Regions from separate parts of the Sus scrofa genome. Here all the other regions are linked to region 1. A link is a contact called in public HiChIP or PLAC-seq and promoter capture Hi-C data. All regions are on one chromosome and are shown on one strand. Each heading gives the region's core, a stretch centred on a gene start, on an enhancer-like site or on the middle of the called end of the contact. The rest is flanking DNA. Distances are from core to core; before and after follow the strand shown.

Region 1 (3,353 bases), core at 509-3,008:
AGCTCCAAAGAGGAGCCATTTTGTGTCTAATGAATGCTGCGGCCAGATGCTCGCATCTGTCGAGCCGGGCTTCTCCCCACCCCCCTCTTCGGTGCGTGCCTCACACGATTTATGTTTTTATTTAGGAAAATAAATAAATGAAGAGAGGAGTGCGGTTCGGGGCTGGCGGCCGGAGCGGGCGCAGGGAGGTTCAACTCCAAGGCGGGCGCTCACGTGTAACTCCCAACGCACCGGCCTCCGAGCGCCCGCTTGTTCTCAGCTCCTCATTAAGATGCAAAAGCGAACTCCAGCTCCTAATGAGGGGAAAATATAGATCCGGGGCCAACCGCGGGCCCCGGGGTTCGTGCAGGTCCGCGGAGATACTTGGGAAGGGGGGTACCTAGGGCCCACCTGGGCCCGTCCACTCGGCGGTGCCCGTGGGATCTGGGGCGCGGCCACTCCAGCCTTCCAGCCGCTTGAGGCCCATGTCCCCACGGCCCGTCTGCCCTGATGTAACCCCGAGTGCAGGCGATCGAGGCTATCTGTTTGCGGGCAAACTGGACCCAGAGTCGAGTGTGCAACCGCGCGGGGAGTCCCGGAGGCGCGGCGGCGGGGGTGGGAAGAGGAGCGCACGGGGGCGGATGAGAGTCTGCACCTCCCAGGGCGTCAAGGCTGGCGGCCGAGACACCTACGGGCTTGCACGCGCGCCCCTCCACAGGCTTCCGCCGACGCGAAGACCCTGCCGGGAGCAAGCTGAGAAATCCGGGACGGAACTCGGAGCTCCCGGGCCGCGGTGGGGCCAGCAGCCACGGCATTCCCGATTCCGCTTCCCCGGCCCCGACGCTCAATGAACAGCTGCGGCGAGGGCGTAGCCGTCTCCACCAGGAAGGAGCCCCGAGTGGGGATAGCGCGGGAGGACCCGAGTGTCCGCGGGCAGTCGGGCCTTTCCATCTGCTCTGCCCGCCAAAGGAGAGTTCCTTAGGCTTCTCCCCGCGGGCAGCCGCCGCACATCAAAGACGCTGTTTATTTGGCTTTCTGAAAAGGACGAATGAACAAAGAAGAAAAGCTGGGGGCCTGGGGTGGGGGGAGTAGGAGGGCAGGAGAAGGGGAAAAGAAAGGGACACCCTCAGTTCCGAGCAAAATTTTTTTAAGGTGGCAGGCAACTTCGGGAGCCACCATTTTATCGGTCCTAAATCTTGTGAAGTGAAAACATTAAAGTGACAAAGTGATTCTGTTTGTTTTATAGTATCTAATTGGGCTGCTTTGCAGACCTAATGAGATTAGAGGGAGGAATCCTTCGCCGCCTCTGCAGAATAAACTGATACATTACTACCAGCCACAGGTTTTGAGGACTGTACAGTTTGTCTTTTTTTTCTTTTGTTGTTATTCTTCTGTCTTCTCTCTTTCCCCTCCCGCCAAATAATTATTTGCTAGTAGATCGTGGGAAAAAAGAGCGGGGGGGGGGGAAATCCTTAGCAGCCCAGTACTATAATATATATCTATTTATTATATGTCTTTCGGTTAATTCCTGATCTGAGGAGCGCTGTTTTTCACTCCCCTGCGAAAGTCACCAGCGGGTAGGGCCTGATTGCTACTTTTCATGCATAGTTTTAGACACAAGAGGGCATTGTGACGTCGCGCCCGGCGGCGCCCAGTCGCAGGCCGAGTCCGACAGCCCCACGTGGGGACCCCGCGCTCCCATTGGTTAGCGGCTGGCGAAGCTGCCACATTATTTTGTTACTTTTCAGTCCCTATTTGGAACTGCTCTCGCGGCAGTTCAGACCTCGTGCTCGTCCCCCTCGCTTGTCTGTGTGTGGTATCCGCAGGTCCGGGGCACTTTTTTTTGGTGTGTGTGTGTGTGTGTGTGCGCGCGCGCGCGCGCGCGCGTCTGGGGGGATTGTCGGGGAGCGGAGAGGAGAGCCGGGCCGAGGGGAAGGAAGGAAGCCGCAGAGGTCCCCGGTCTCGGGCTGCGTCTCCCCTCCAGCGCTCTCCTGCTTGCGCGCTCGGAGGCGGCGGCGGCGGCGGCGGCGCCAAGCGCTCCTCGCTGGGGACCCGGCCCTCGAGCTGGGAGCAGCGAGGACCCTTTTGCGGCGGTTTCCTGTGCCTGCTGGAGTTAGGATGCCAGGGCGGTTGATTCCCACCTCCTGAGCGCGGAGTTTCCTCCTCGGCCCTGGGAAGGGCTCGCAGCGGCGGCGGCGACAGAAGCAGACTGAACAGCAGGCTCTCCTCTCCAAGGGGGGGCGTCGAAGCGCCCGCGCCGGGCTCCCGCCCTCACCCTCCGGCGCTCCTGCGGCCCAAGCCGCCACCTCGGTGCTTGCCTTCTTCCTCTTCTCGCGGAGAGCTGCCCCTGGGATCGGACCTGAACGCCCTGGATGCTCGGACTGCCCCGGCGCGTCCCCCTCCCGGCGCGACGCGCTGAGTGATCCGGAGGGCGCCCGCGCTTGCCCCAGGAGGGGCCCCGGACCTCGGGACCCCGCGCCGGACCCTCCGGGGTGACGACGATGTCCGCGCAGTCTCCGGCTCTGACGCGCTCCAGGCAGTGGGGGGAAGGCGGCCGGCTTCAGTCAGCCGAACCCTAGGTGCACAAAGCCCAAGCCCACCGCCCGGCCTCGGTGCCCGCCGACGACTTTGCCGCCTGCTTCTCGGCTCTTTGTCTCCGCTTGGGGCGGGCGCCTGACTCTGGGATTTCGCTGCGAGAGCGGGCTGGGGGGGCCGGGGGCGAGCTCTCGGTTTCCCGGCCGCCCCCCGCTCGGTCTTGGCTCCCCCCTCCCCCGCACCTCCCCGACCCGAGCTCTCCGCGTTTCTACGCTCTCAGAATCACGACCCCTCCCTGCCATGTATCCGCAAGGCAGACATCCGGTGAGTAATTGCAACTTGGTTTATTTAAGCATCTATCATGGCAGGGTAAACGAGGCAGTTTATCTGGCACCTCCATTTTGCTTGTTGCTACCTTTATGGTGTGTGTGGGGTGTGTGTGTGTCTGTGCGTATGTGTGTGCGCGCGCGCGCGCTCGCACAAAGGGGATGGGATGGGGGGGCGCCGTTGCGAGAGGAGGTTAATTCCGCTCGATTGGCGGGGGGGTTGGGGGGGGCTGCCAGTGTTCCCGGGGAACTGTTTGTTTTCACGCTGTCCTCCGCCCCCTCGCCTAAGTCTTCCAACTCACTCAGCCTGTCTCCCCCACCTGGGTCTTACTTGGGAAGGGGTGCCCCTTCTAAAAAGGAATGGGAGCCCCGCGGCCAATAGGGAGAGATCTCCCCCCCACGCCCCTTCGGAGAGCTGAGAAACTTGCTGGGAAGGTTCTGGGCCGTGAGGGTGGCCTCTCCGGTTGGGTGGGGGCGGGGGGAGACCAGAGGAAACCACCGAGGGGCCTGGAC
Region 2 (3,353 bases), core at 221-2,720, 360 kb before region 1:
TCCCTGGATTGGAGAGCTGGGAGGTATGGCCAGAACCACAAGCACTCTGCTGCTTAGCACTTGGATGGTCTCATGCCAAGCCTCTTGACCTCTTGGGGCTGCTTGGCTGGCCATGCAGTTCAAGGTTATGTCCACCAGGGGTCAATCTTGTATGGTGCATGGGGCCCTCCAGCCTGAGAGGTACAGGCAGTGAGGATGGGGCCTTGGCACTTGTGTCACGGGGCACTTGTTTCACATGGCTCCTGGAGCTGCAGGTCTGGGACTTGCAGATCTGAATGGTGAACCAACCGTTCTTTCTTGTATTTACTTTCTCCTTGGCACTTCCTAGAGGGCTCCTCATCTCTTTGGCCCTCATCAGGAGACACCATGGAGGAACTGGGTTAGGTGGTTGGGGTCTGGAGAGAATTCTAGGCAGGGAGTTTGAAGACAGTTTGGGTTCCCCCATGTCATCTCTTGCTAATATCCTTGTGGGTTTTATTGCCCTCTGAGCCCTGGTTTCTTCTCCAGTAGAGGAGGATAATAAGGCCTCTCTTGCAGGAGGGGTGTCAAGATCTAGGGCGTTGAGCTGCTGCTTTCCAGCAGGGCTGGCGTCTCTAGATGGAATGACTGGAACGGCTTGTGTTGAAGGTGGAGACATGATACAAAAACAGAAAAAGGACCCAAAACGAGGGCTGTCACAGGATACCCCATGATCCCATGCCAAGTCCTGGAAGCAAGCACAAAGCTGTGAGGAGGTCTGGGTGCTGTAGCCCAGAGAGGGGAGGTCACTGGCTTGATCCATGACAGCCAGGGGGACAAGCTCAGGGCTCACTGGCAGGTGTCTGAGCCGGGCTTTGTGGTCCCCGGAAATGGGCAGCAGATCAGGCACCCAAAGCAGGCGTGTGGAGGAGCCGGGTCATAGCGTGCGGGCGGTCAGGGCTCTGGGACTTCAGATTCAGTTCAGTATGTTTCCTGGGCACCTGCTCTGGCTGTGGGAGCTCATTCACTCGAGGAGACAGATGTTTCCAGAGCAGGGTGGTGAGCAGCAGGTGGTTCCGATTTTTGGTTCAGGCACCAGACCCAGGTCTCAGAGACAGGCTTTTCCTATCACAGTCGCCTGGCCTCCTCCAGGAACCTCATATGTTCACCTTTTATTGTGCAGGGAGAAAGGCAGGTCATCCCAGGGTGCCCTGAAAGAGTTGGTGTCTTTGAACTGGGCCCAGTGGCCCTCCCTTCCCCCGCAGCCTCAGCCCCGCTGTGTCTCAGTAAGTGGGCAGCCATGTACCAACCGGGGTTCTGTTCTTTGGCCCCTAGCTGTGGTGTGGCTGGGGTGCTCTGGGGAGCCTGAGGGCTGTCCCATGGCTGTTCCCTTTCTGGGGGTGGGTCCCAGTGGCCCTGATGGATTGCCCTTTCACCCCCACTGGGTTGCTGTGGTTTCCTCATCAGCAGAAATGACTCCTTACCCACAATTGCATCAGACTTTCCACAGATGGAGTGAATCACGTTGCAAGATGTGGTTTCAGACTGTGCCCTGTATTCTGCTCAGGGCTGGCTGGGCCAGAGGGGTGGGGGCTGGGGCTGACAGTGCTTTGACTTGGACTTGGGAGAGGGAAGCAAAAGCCAGGAGGGCGTTGCCTGGGTGGGGAGGGGTAGGCGTGAGAGGATGCGGAACTCATTCTCACAGGCTGGGGAGGGGGCTGAAGCAAGTGTCCAGCGACCTTGACCGCAACCACATGAGGAACCATATACCTTGCTCCCCCCCCAGCCCCACCACTACCTCCAAGAGGGAAGAAATGAAGAGCACGAGCTGATTCATCCTCTAATGCACTGCAGCGGTGTGGGGGGAGCCAGGGAGCTGAGTTGGTTTCATTTCCTCCTCTTTCTCTATTTTGAACTCCATGGCTTGCTTCCCCCTCAGCTGACATGTCATGGCCATGGGCTGAGGGCTCACAACCTCAAGACCAGTTTCTTTCCTCTCTCTACTTCATAGCCTATAGCTATGGAGGTTTGGTTATTAAGGCCCTGTTGCCTGGGGTTCCAGAGTCCCTGGACTGGAGAGCTGGGAGGTACGGCCAGATCCACAAGCACTCTGTGGCTCGGCACTTGAGCCATCTCATGCCAAGCCTCTTCACCTCTTGGGGCTGCTTGGCTGGCCATGCAGTTCAAGGTTATGGCCAGCCTTGACCTTGTAGGTGTGTGGTACTTTACCAGAAATATGCACAGGGTTCAGGGTTCATGACCTGGGAAGAACACTTGAACTGAAACCTAAGAGGTGTCCCCAGGAGGACAAGGTTGGGAGTGGGTGGAGAGTGGGGTGGGATGGACAATGCATCATGTGCAAGAGGAAAGAGGGATAAGATAACTTGGTCTGTTTAGGGAATGCTCACTAACTCAATATGACTGCAGTAGAAAATGAGCTTATAAGGCAGATTTCTGGGAGGTAAGGTAGGAACAACAAATAGACCTGCATTGTGACATTTGAGGACATTTAGAGGCCTAAAGGTAGCAAGAACATTTCATCTTGAAAACTAACTGTGATGAATTGGTGGTGGCTGCTTGGAGTACTGTATTAAGAAGGATTCTGAGGCTGCATCTGGTTTATTAGGGAAGAGTGCTGGGTTTAGTTGGTGATGTCATCCATAGGCTGGGGAGCTGGGAGTGACAACCCACATGTCACATATTTTCCAGCTTCACTTAGGAGCTGTGGAACAATGGGAAGAGTCTGAGGAGGAAAGTGGTGGGACCAGGAGAGCAGGTGAGGTAGAGACATCGTTCATCGTTGTCTAACGCCATAGAGGAAATAAACGAAAGAGATGAGATTGAACCCAGGTCTGGGTGACAATAAAGTCTCATCCTTAAAAATTCCCTATCTTTTAAGAGAACGATTCCTTTCTCGACCAGAGAAAGCATATTTCAGTGTGAAAGCTCCCTGTTAGTTTGGTCAACAATCTTTCTTCTTGCTGCCTCTTGTTTTCATCTTGCTTCCTGTCTCTTACCCTCCCCCACCCCTGGTCACCTTATGCCTAGTCCTGCTCCAGCAGGACTTCCCAATTCAAGGGCTGTGGCTTGCTGGGTGCCCTGAACTCTTCTTGGCTCTGAGGTCAAATCTCAATCAATGGGGAAAGCTTATTTATTTATTTTTCATACAACTGGTTGGGGAATATCAGCAGACGAGATTGAGCAGAATACAAGCCACCATAGCAGAGGATCCAGGTAATGCCAAGGGAAGATGGCAGGGAGGGTGCGCTCATCATGACACCACCTTGGGGCTCCAACTGAGAGAGCAGCCACCATCTTGAATCCTGCCAGTCTCACAGCAGAATGAAGAGAAAGCCCTGGAACATCTCCTCCCTGCTCAGCCTGGAAGTGACTTC
Region 3 (3,353 bases), core at 327-2,826, 350 kb after region 1:
GCCCTGCTCCTGCTCTCTGCTCCAGAAAATACCTGCTAGAGATGACAACAGGGTCCCCAGGAGGACTGGGCTTTGCTGGGGTCAGAGTCAGGGCTGGGGAAGCGTGGCAGACTGGTATGGAGGGTTGAGGCCCAGAGGACAACCAATGCCTCTTGGGGTGCCTTGGAGGACCATTCCCCGTGTCAAGCTTAGCTTTCCCCTGCCCCCCACTGAGCAAAGAAACAGAGATGCCCAAAGCATCCAGCTATGCCCAATCCTAACCCTCTTTCTACATCTTCTCTTGGAACTTCCTGACCTCAGGGTTACCCTTCCCAGATGGCAAGAGTATAACATGACAAGCTCAGAAGTTGTCACCCCGCCAGAGCCTCCAGCCCTCCCAGCATCTCGGAGGCTAATCTTGGGTCAAGTGCCTCTTCTTTCAAGAGAGAAACTAGATCAACTGCCAGCAGAGGGGGAAGGATTGGCCGATTGAGGCCTGGGTTTGAAGCCTAGCTTGGCCACCAAATTGCCGTGCTTCCGTGGGCAAGTGGCCCCATCCTTCTGGGCCACAGATGCCTCCCCTCGTGGGAAGGGTGATGGCTGTGTTGAGCCACCCATTTCCTCTTTTCTTCTAGTCCCCACAATAACCATAAACCACAGTTCTGGGTTGGGAATAAAGCTCAGGGCACAGACAGTAAAGGTTCCTTCCTTTCTGCAAAAACAACAAAAATAGCAACATTTCTGTTTAGTATGCCAGGCCCCATTCCAGTCACGTTTACATACACAATCTCCTAATTATCTTTACAGCAAAGCAAAGAGGTGGCTATCACTATTGCTCCCATTTTAAAGATGGAAAGTAAAGCTCAAAAACTCTATATTTTCTCCGTGGACAGATAGACAGCTAGAAAGGGGTAGAAGATTTGGAACTGGGCATTGTGTCTGCAGAACCAGGACATTGTGGAATTCCACTCTTTTCTGACCAGTTCATCTTTCCCTTCACCATAGAACATTGATAAAGTTTGATTACATACTTGGACACAAGGAAAAAAATTAATTGGAGATGTTACAGGCCACCGTCTATGACTCTAATCCAAAATTTTTAAATAAAAAAAAATAATGTGGCTGAGACTATTCTTAAGTACTTAGAAATTAATAAACACTCTTCTAGATAACCCATGGATCAAAAGAAATATTAAAACCGAGGTTAAAAATCATCTAGAAAGAGATGAAAAGGGGAACTTTTTATTTCAAAAACCTATGGGATTCAGAAAACATCTCAACTCGGGGGAAAATGTACGGCCCTGAAATGCCTTCATTATTAAGGAAGATGAAAAATAAAGGCGCCAAAAACACATCAGAAGAAATGAGAAAAACGAATAAACAAGAGAAGAAAGTATGAAATAGGAATTCATCAATAGGTGAAATGAATAACACAGAAAATAAGAGAAAGGAAAAACACGGATTGCTTGAAATCAAAATCAGCCCCAGAGGCTAACAGCGTTGCCGGGGTCGGGGAGTGTGTGTGAAGGTCCCAGGTTCCCAGAGCGGTCAGTGCCCCGCCCCTCGGCCTACTGACCCCTGAGCTCATGGCTGCCTCCCGCCTGGACCTCACTGTGCACAGTGTGGAGATTTGACTGCCCAACCGAGGCTCCTTGGACTGGAGTCTTTAGTGTTTCCTCCCAGAAATAGAGGCAGTTTTGTGTTTTCAGCAATGAAAGCTGCTGTGGTTTTGTTTTCTCTCTGTTGCCAGGAGTCAAGAGGAAGTCTGTGGTTAGACATCTTCGGGTGGAGACATACACAAACACAGTGGCTAGAAATGGGCTCCGCGGATTCAGCTTTCCCAGCCCTGTGGGGAGTTGGGGGGTGTGGGGTGGGGGGATGGACGCATGCAACTGAACAAATGAGAAGGAGGGAGGGGGGAGGGAGGGAAGGATGACTGAACCTCTACCCCTGGGCCTCCTAGACGTGCAGCAGCCCCCACCATTCTCTGCCTCCAGCCCACCTCTGTTTCCCATTCTGATGGTCGGATACTGTGATCCACTTTTTCCTCAAAGGCTGAGGCCACCTGATTCACCTTCACGCCAACCCAGAGACTGCATATAAAAGATCCCTGTGAATTCAATGTCCAGCTCTATGGTGGGCACGGCCAGCTGCCACACACCATGGACCCTAGCCTCTCCTTTTCCATCAAAATCCTGGGTTTGATCAGGCTAGTGGGGGGCCTGGCTACAAATGCTCACATCTCTGACCACCCGCATACCTAGAAGCAGGCCCTTTGATTAGAGTTCAGGCCAATGAGCTATGATATTTCTAAGAAAATACTTTCATTCATAATATAGGCACCAACTCTTCCTCCTCCTTGCCCCCCACGCCACCTTTTTTGCCTAGAACTTGAACACAAGGCCTGGAGGTGTAGCAGCCACCTTGTGGTTATGAGGCAGCCGCATGAGGATGACATTAGTGCAGAAAAACAGAAAGAGGCCAGAGGCTCAGTGGCATTCTTATATCACCTTCTACCCTGTACAGACTCACCAGAGACTTCTAATTTCATGAGAAAAATAAAGCTTCAGCTGGTCAAACCACTATAGCTGCCTGTCCCATTCATTGCAGCTGAAGCATTCCTACATTGAAACAAGAACCTCAGCTTTTGTAGGGTTTTTAAAACATTTTCACCCCACCCTCTATCAGGTCCTCAGAGAAATCCTTTAAGGCAGATCAATGTCTTTCCTCCTATTTTCAGATGAGGAAACTGGGGTTTCTCAGACATGAAGTGGGTCAAAGCATCAGGATCTGAACCCCAGGACTCTTTCCCCCAGGCTATGGTTTTTCCCAAGACAACCCCTCTTGCCTGGAAGCACTTCAGAGCTTTCTTCTCTCTGTAATCCCTCCTGGCACACAAGCTTACATGCTGAAAGTCAAAGTTCCTCAGGGACTGAGGAGCATGGGGACTGGTTTCAGACACAGCTTCCAGGATGGGGAGTGATGCTCTTTTGCTTTCACATGCATCACTTTGAGTCCAAGGATCTGGCTTCAAGCCTTGCATCTCAGCCTTTCTTGCTATGTGATCTAGGGGGGAAAGAAATCTCTGAAAATCTGCACATCTATGCAATGAGAATGGCAGCCCTTCTTCCTGAGGCGATGCTCATACACTCAGAAATATATGCTAATGTATGGTACAGGATAATAAGCTCCGAGCATCCTCTCTAGGCTCTTAGAATGTCAGGGGAAACACTTTGTGTATGACGAAGCACTGCCGTCCCCATTATGGGCTGTTATCAGGATGGCTTTGGTCTGTCTCAAGGCTCCGACTCCTCCCTCAGCTGAGCCCTCCTCGTGGTTGATGTGTAAATTACAGATATGCTTCACAGGCCTTC
Region 4 (3,353 bases), core at 394-2,893, 340 kb before region 1:
TGGCATCTAATAGATGCCTGTTAAATCTCATCTTCCTGGTCCTCTCCTGGCTCTGCTCATCCCTTTTCTTCTAGTCCCCCTTGTGAGCACATGTTGTGGCTACGGCAGAGGAGCCAGCAGGCTATGTTTGAGGAAGGCCGGCGGGATAAGCCTGGGCTGGTGTCTCTCACTTCCTGCTCTCTCTCTGCTTCTGGGACAGCTGGCAGTTCAGCACACAGGCAGGTGTGGGTCCAGGGTCCCTGGAGCTGACATACCTCCCTGTTTCCCAAGGCAGGCGAGTAGGAGGGTGTTGTAACCGTCCATTGGAGGCTGTCAGTAGGCCTGGGGTCACAGGGCTCCTCTCACCTGCTCTGGGGAGGTTGTCTGCCTGTGTTTACACACATTTCCTCATGGACACACCAGGGGGTTAGAGATGACGTGGCATGGCCTCTGGCTGAGGGGGAGCTGACAAGAAACAGACCTACCCACTGGGATCCAGTGGGGGACTTCCATTATGTCTCACAACTATTTAGATAACCAAGGCTCTAGGTAGAGTTCACACTTTCCTCTTTCTCTTGGCTTCTCAAGCCCTCAACCAGCTCAACCCCAAGGGGCAGCCATTTATGGTTCCCCACAGACACTCAACCCTGCTGGAACTCTGGGGAAGCGTCAAGAACCAGTTTGACCGCAAAACACAGAAGCAGGTCTGTGAGGCCCTATCTGGGCAGAGTGGTCATGGTAGCTGTCAGATGAGGATCCAAATTAGTCATGGGAGGAACAGGAGCCAGGCTGGGGGGTGGAAGCAAGCCCTGATGGGCTTAGCTCCAGGGCCTGGGATCTAGCCGGGGCAGGAGCAGAAGCTGTGTTGCAATTTCACTGCAAATCAACTGGGCCATCTCTCGTGGGTGGCACTGTGCAGAGCTGCCAACCCTCAGGTTTGGTTCCTAGATATGGAGATGGTATCATACCTCCCAACTGCCTCTGGCGTCGTGCTGAGAGATGAGGCTGGAAGGAAGTTGTAAGATAGACATTCTTGGCCCGGCTGGTGGCTCTGGAGGTGTGGGATGGAGGGGGTCCGGGGGGAGTCAATGTTTGGGCAGGTTGGGAACCATTTTTGGAGGAGCCTTGGGCCAGAGGTCCTGCTCCAGGTCAGAAGGGGCCCCTGGATCTGTTTGCAAGAGCGGAGAGGAATATTTCCCACCACACCCTAATTCCAACCATCTCTGGCCATGACACACAGTAGCTAGCTCCTTTGCCTGAGGCTATCCCCTCATGTCTGGGATACACAGTGCCTGGAAAGGCAGTGAGGTGTGGTAGGAAGAACATCGGCTTTGGAATCCAACCAACTTGAAACAGAATCTCAGCTCTGCCCGGAACACTGGCTGACCTTGGGTAAATTACTTCACCTCTCTGGACCCCGTTTTCCTCATCTCTTAAAAAAAAAAAAAAAAAGTAACAACTTCTAGGCAGGGTGGTTTTGAGAAGTTATAATCATAATGTAGGAAGAGGGATGGTATACAATGGGAACGCCATAAAGGTTACGCACCTTTCTTCCTCCTCTTACAAAACACACAGTCCTTCAGCCACTTCCAGGTTTATCCTCGTAGTCTTGGCAATTGGCTGAAAGGCCTCGCTGGCTGGCTGCCCTGCCTAGATCAGGGATTGACAACCGTTTTCTGTTAAGGGCCAGAGAGTAAATATTTTAGCTCTTGCAGGCCATAGGGTATGGACTCTACTCTTCTCTGCTGTTGTGCAAAACCAGCCATAGATGATATGGAAATGAATGGGTGTGCTTGTGTTCCAATAAAACTTTATTTACAAAAACAGGCAGTGGGCCAGACTTGGCCTCCAGGCTGTAGTTTACCAACCCCTGGCCTATGATCTCAAGTTTAAACATACCTGCTCATCTCTCAAGGGTCTTCTTCAGGCTGGTTTCACTTTGTCCATCCAATCAGTTTTGTAATTGTTCCCTTAAATATTTCCCAATCCATCAAACAGGACTCCTGTTGGTCTTTTGCTCATGAGATGTTTAGTCTTGTTTCCACACCTTTGCTTGTGTACTTTCCCCTGCTTAGAGCCTCATCCCATTTCCTCTCTGCCCTTTTCACATTCGCCTCCAGTTAATCTCCTAGGTTGTTCTGTAAAATAAAGGGCTCAGATCAAGGTCTCTTGATGCAACACTGTATGAACATCCCTCAAGGCCAGGCTCAGGTCCCTGTCCACAGGATTGTCCACATGGATTAGTCCCTTTGCAAGACTCCCATGTCCGTGCCATTGATGCCACCATAGCCCTCCTGTGGACCCCTGGTTTGAGTTGGTGCACCGATTTCAATGATGAACCTTTGAGGCTCAATTCTTAGCTTTTCTGCATCCAATTCACGACAACTTGTGCATTCACACAGCTTGGTATCTTTGGGACTTCCTATATATATGGATCCAGAAGAGTGTCAAGCATTTTTTCTGCAAATACTGCCTCTCTCTCATTCTCTTTATTCTTTCCTTCTAGAGCTCCAGTTAGTTATAGTTTAAACTCTGAACTATATTTTCCTGTCTTTTATCCTATCACCTCTTCCCACCCCCCCTTTATTATTTTGCTCTTCTAATGCAGTTGGGGTAATTTTTTTAAATCTGTCTTCTAATTCATTAATTTTTTTTTTGTCTTTTTAGGGCTGTACCTGCAGCATATGGAGGTTCCCAGGCTAGGGGGCAAATCAGAGCTGTAGCTGTTTGTGTATGCTAAATCAAAGCTGCGTCTGCGACCTACACCATAGCTCATGGCAACACTGGATCCTTAACCCACTAAGCGAGGCCTGGGATTGAACCTGCATCCTCATGGATGCTAGTCAGATTCATTTCTGCTGAGCTACAACAGGAGCTCCCTAATTCATTAATTCTTTATCTGTGTCTGATACATCCATTGAATTTTTAAGTTCAAAGTTATATTTTTTTTATTCCCAGAAGTTCTATTTGAGCCTTTATAAACATCTTTTGAGTCTTTAAGTAGTTCATATACAGTTCTTTTATGGCCTATCTTATTATTCTAATATTTTAAGTCTTTGAAGATCCAAATCAGACATGCTACTAAACGTTTAACACACAGAGCAACCCCCATGGCAAAGAGTTATCTGGTACAAAATGTCAGTAGCTCTGAGGTTGAGAAACCCTGGTTGAAATCTGTTGCTTGTCTCTGCTGACTCTTGCTCATGGTGATTCATTGCTTTGAATGTGGGGTGTTTTGTTTTTTGGTAGTTTGTCTTTGGAGAATCAGAATGAGAACCCTTTACTCCTGGAGGATTTGTATTTGCTTTTTTCATCCACCAGGGGGCAGCACCAACCTGAGACCAGTTCACTTTTCCCTCTTGGGGGTTCCACAT

Evidence for each region. Promoter capture Hi-C pulls out the DNA fragments that hold promoters and counts their contacts. HiChIP or PLAC-seq counts read pairs in DNA pulled down with a chosen protein or histone mark.
Region 2: an H3K27ac HiChIP or PLAC-seq map of alveolar macrophages shows a contact between it and region 1. The contact joins the enhancer-like site here to the promoter of TLE3 in region 1. A contact is called at or near these places in 3 of 5 promoter capture datasets (fetal liver, fetal skeletal muscle and liver), 8 of 47 Hi-C or Micro-C datasets (alveolar macrophages, blood, embryonic fibroblasts and 2 more) and 2 of 2 datasets of contacts at active chromatin or transcription factors (alveolar macrophages and skeletal muscle).
Region 3: an H3K27ac HiChIP or PLAC-seq map of alveolar macrophages shows a contact between it and region 1. The contact joins the enhancer-like site here to the promoter of TLE3 in region 1. A contact is called at or near these places in 2 of 5 promoter capture datasets (fetal skeletal muscle and liver), 6 of 47 Hi-C or Micro-C datasets (brain, embryonic fibroblasts, heart right ventricle and 2 more) and 2 of 2 datasets of contacts at active chromatin or transcription factors (alveolar macrophages and skeletal muscle).
Region 4: a promoter capture Hi-C map of liver shows a contact between it and region 1, with 13 times the contacts expected there. The contact joins the enhancer-like site here to the promoter of TLE3 in region 1. A contact is called at or near these places in 4 of 5 promoter capture datasets (fetal liver, fetal skeletal muscle, liver and 1 more), 18 of 47 Hi-C or Micro-C datasets (alveolar macrophages, blood, embryonic fibroblasts and 7 more) and 2 of 2 datasets of contacts at active chromatin or transcription factors (alveolar macrophages and skeletal muscle).

What each region holds. Positions count from the first base shown.
Region 1 is chr1:167,854,318-167,857,670 of Sscrofa11.1, reverse strand. It overlaps TLE3 (transducin-like enhancer protein 3), which reads left to right and starts at 1,758. Exons shown (of 20, transcript XM_021100790.1): 1 at 1,758-2,838. The coding sequence starts at 2,815.
Region 2 is chr1:168,218,573-168,221,925 of Sscrofa11.1, reverse strand. The region is part of intron 1 of LOC110262000 (a long non-coding RNA gene); the gene reads left to right. Among named protein-coding and RNA genes, the nearest start is that of UACA, 230 kb to the left of the region's middle. Within about 2 kb of position 1,470, at least 35 of the 83 cell types and tissues checked have an H3K27ac peak or open chromatin away from gene starts, as enhancers often do. A contact at or near this core is called in alveolar macrophages, embryonic fibroblasts, liver and 1 more, where this site is marked.
Region 3 is chr1:167,501,119-167,504,471 of Sscrofa11.1, reverse strand. No RefSeq gene overlaps it. Among named protein-coding and RNA genes, the nearest start is that of RPLP1, 210 kb to the right of the region's middle. Within about 2 kb of position 1,576, at least 27 of the 83 cell types and tissues checked have an H3K27ac peak or open chromatin away from gene starts, as enhancers often do. A contact at or near this core is called in alveolar macrophages, brain, embryonic fibroblasts and 1 more, where this site is marked.
Region 4 is chr1:168,198,546-168,201,898 of Sscrofa11.1, reverse strand. The region is part of intron 1 of LOC110262000 (a long non-coding RNA gene); the gene reads left to right. Among named protein-coding and RNA genes, the nearest start is that of UACA, 250 kb to the left of the region's middle. Within about 2 kb of position 1,643, at least 9 of the 83 cell types and tissues checked have an H3K27ac peak or open chromatin away from gene starts, as enhancers often do. A contact at or near this core is called in liver, retroperitoneal adipose tissue and subcutaneous adipose tissue, where this site is marked.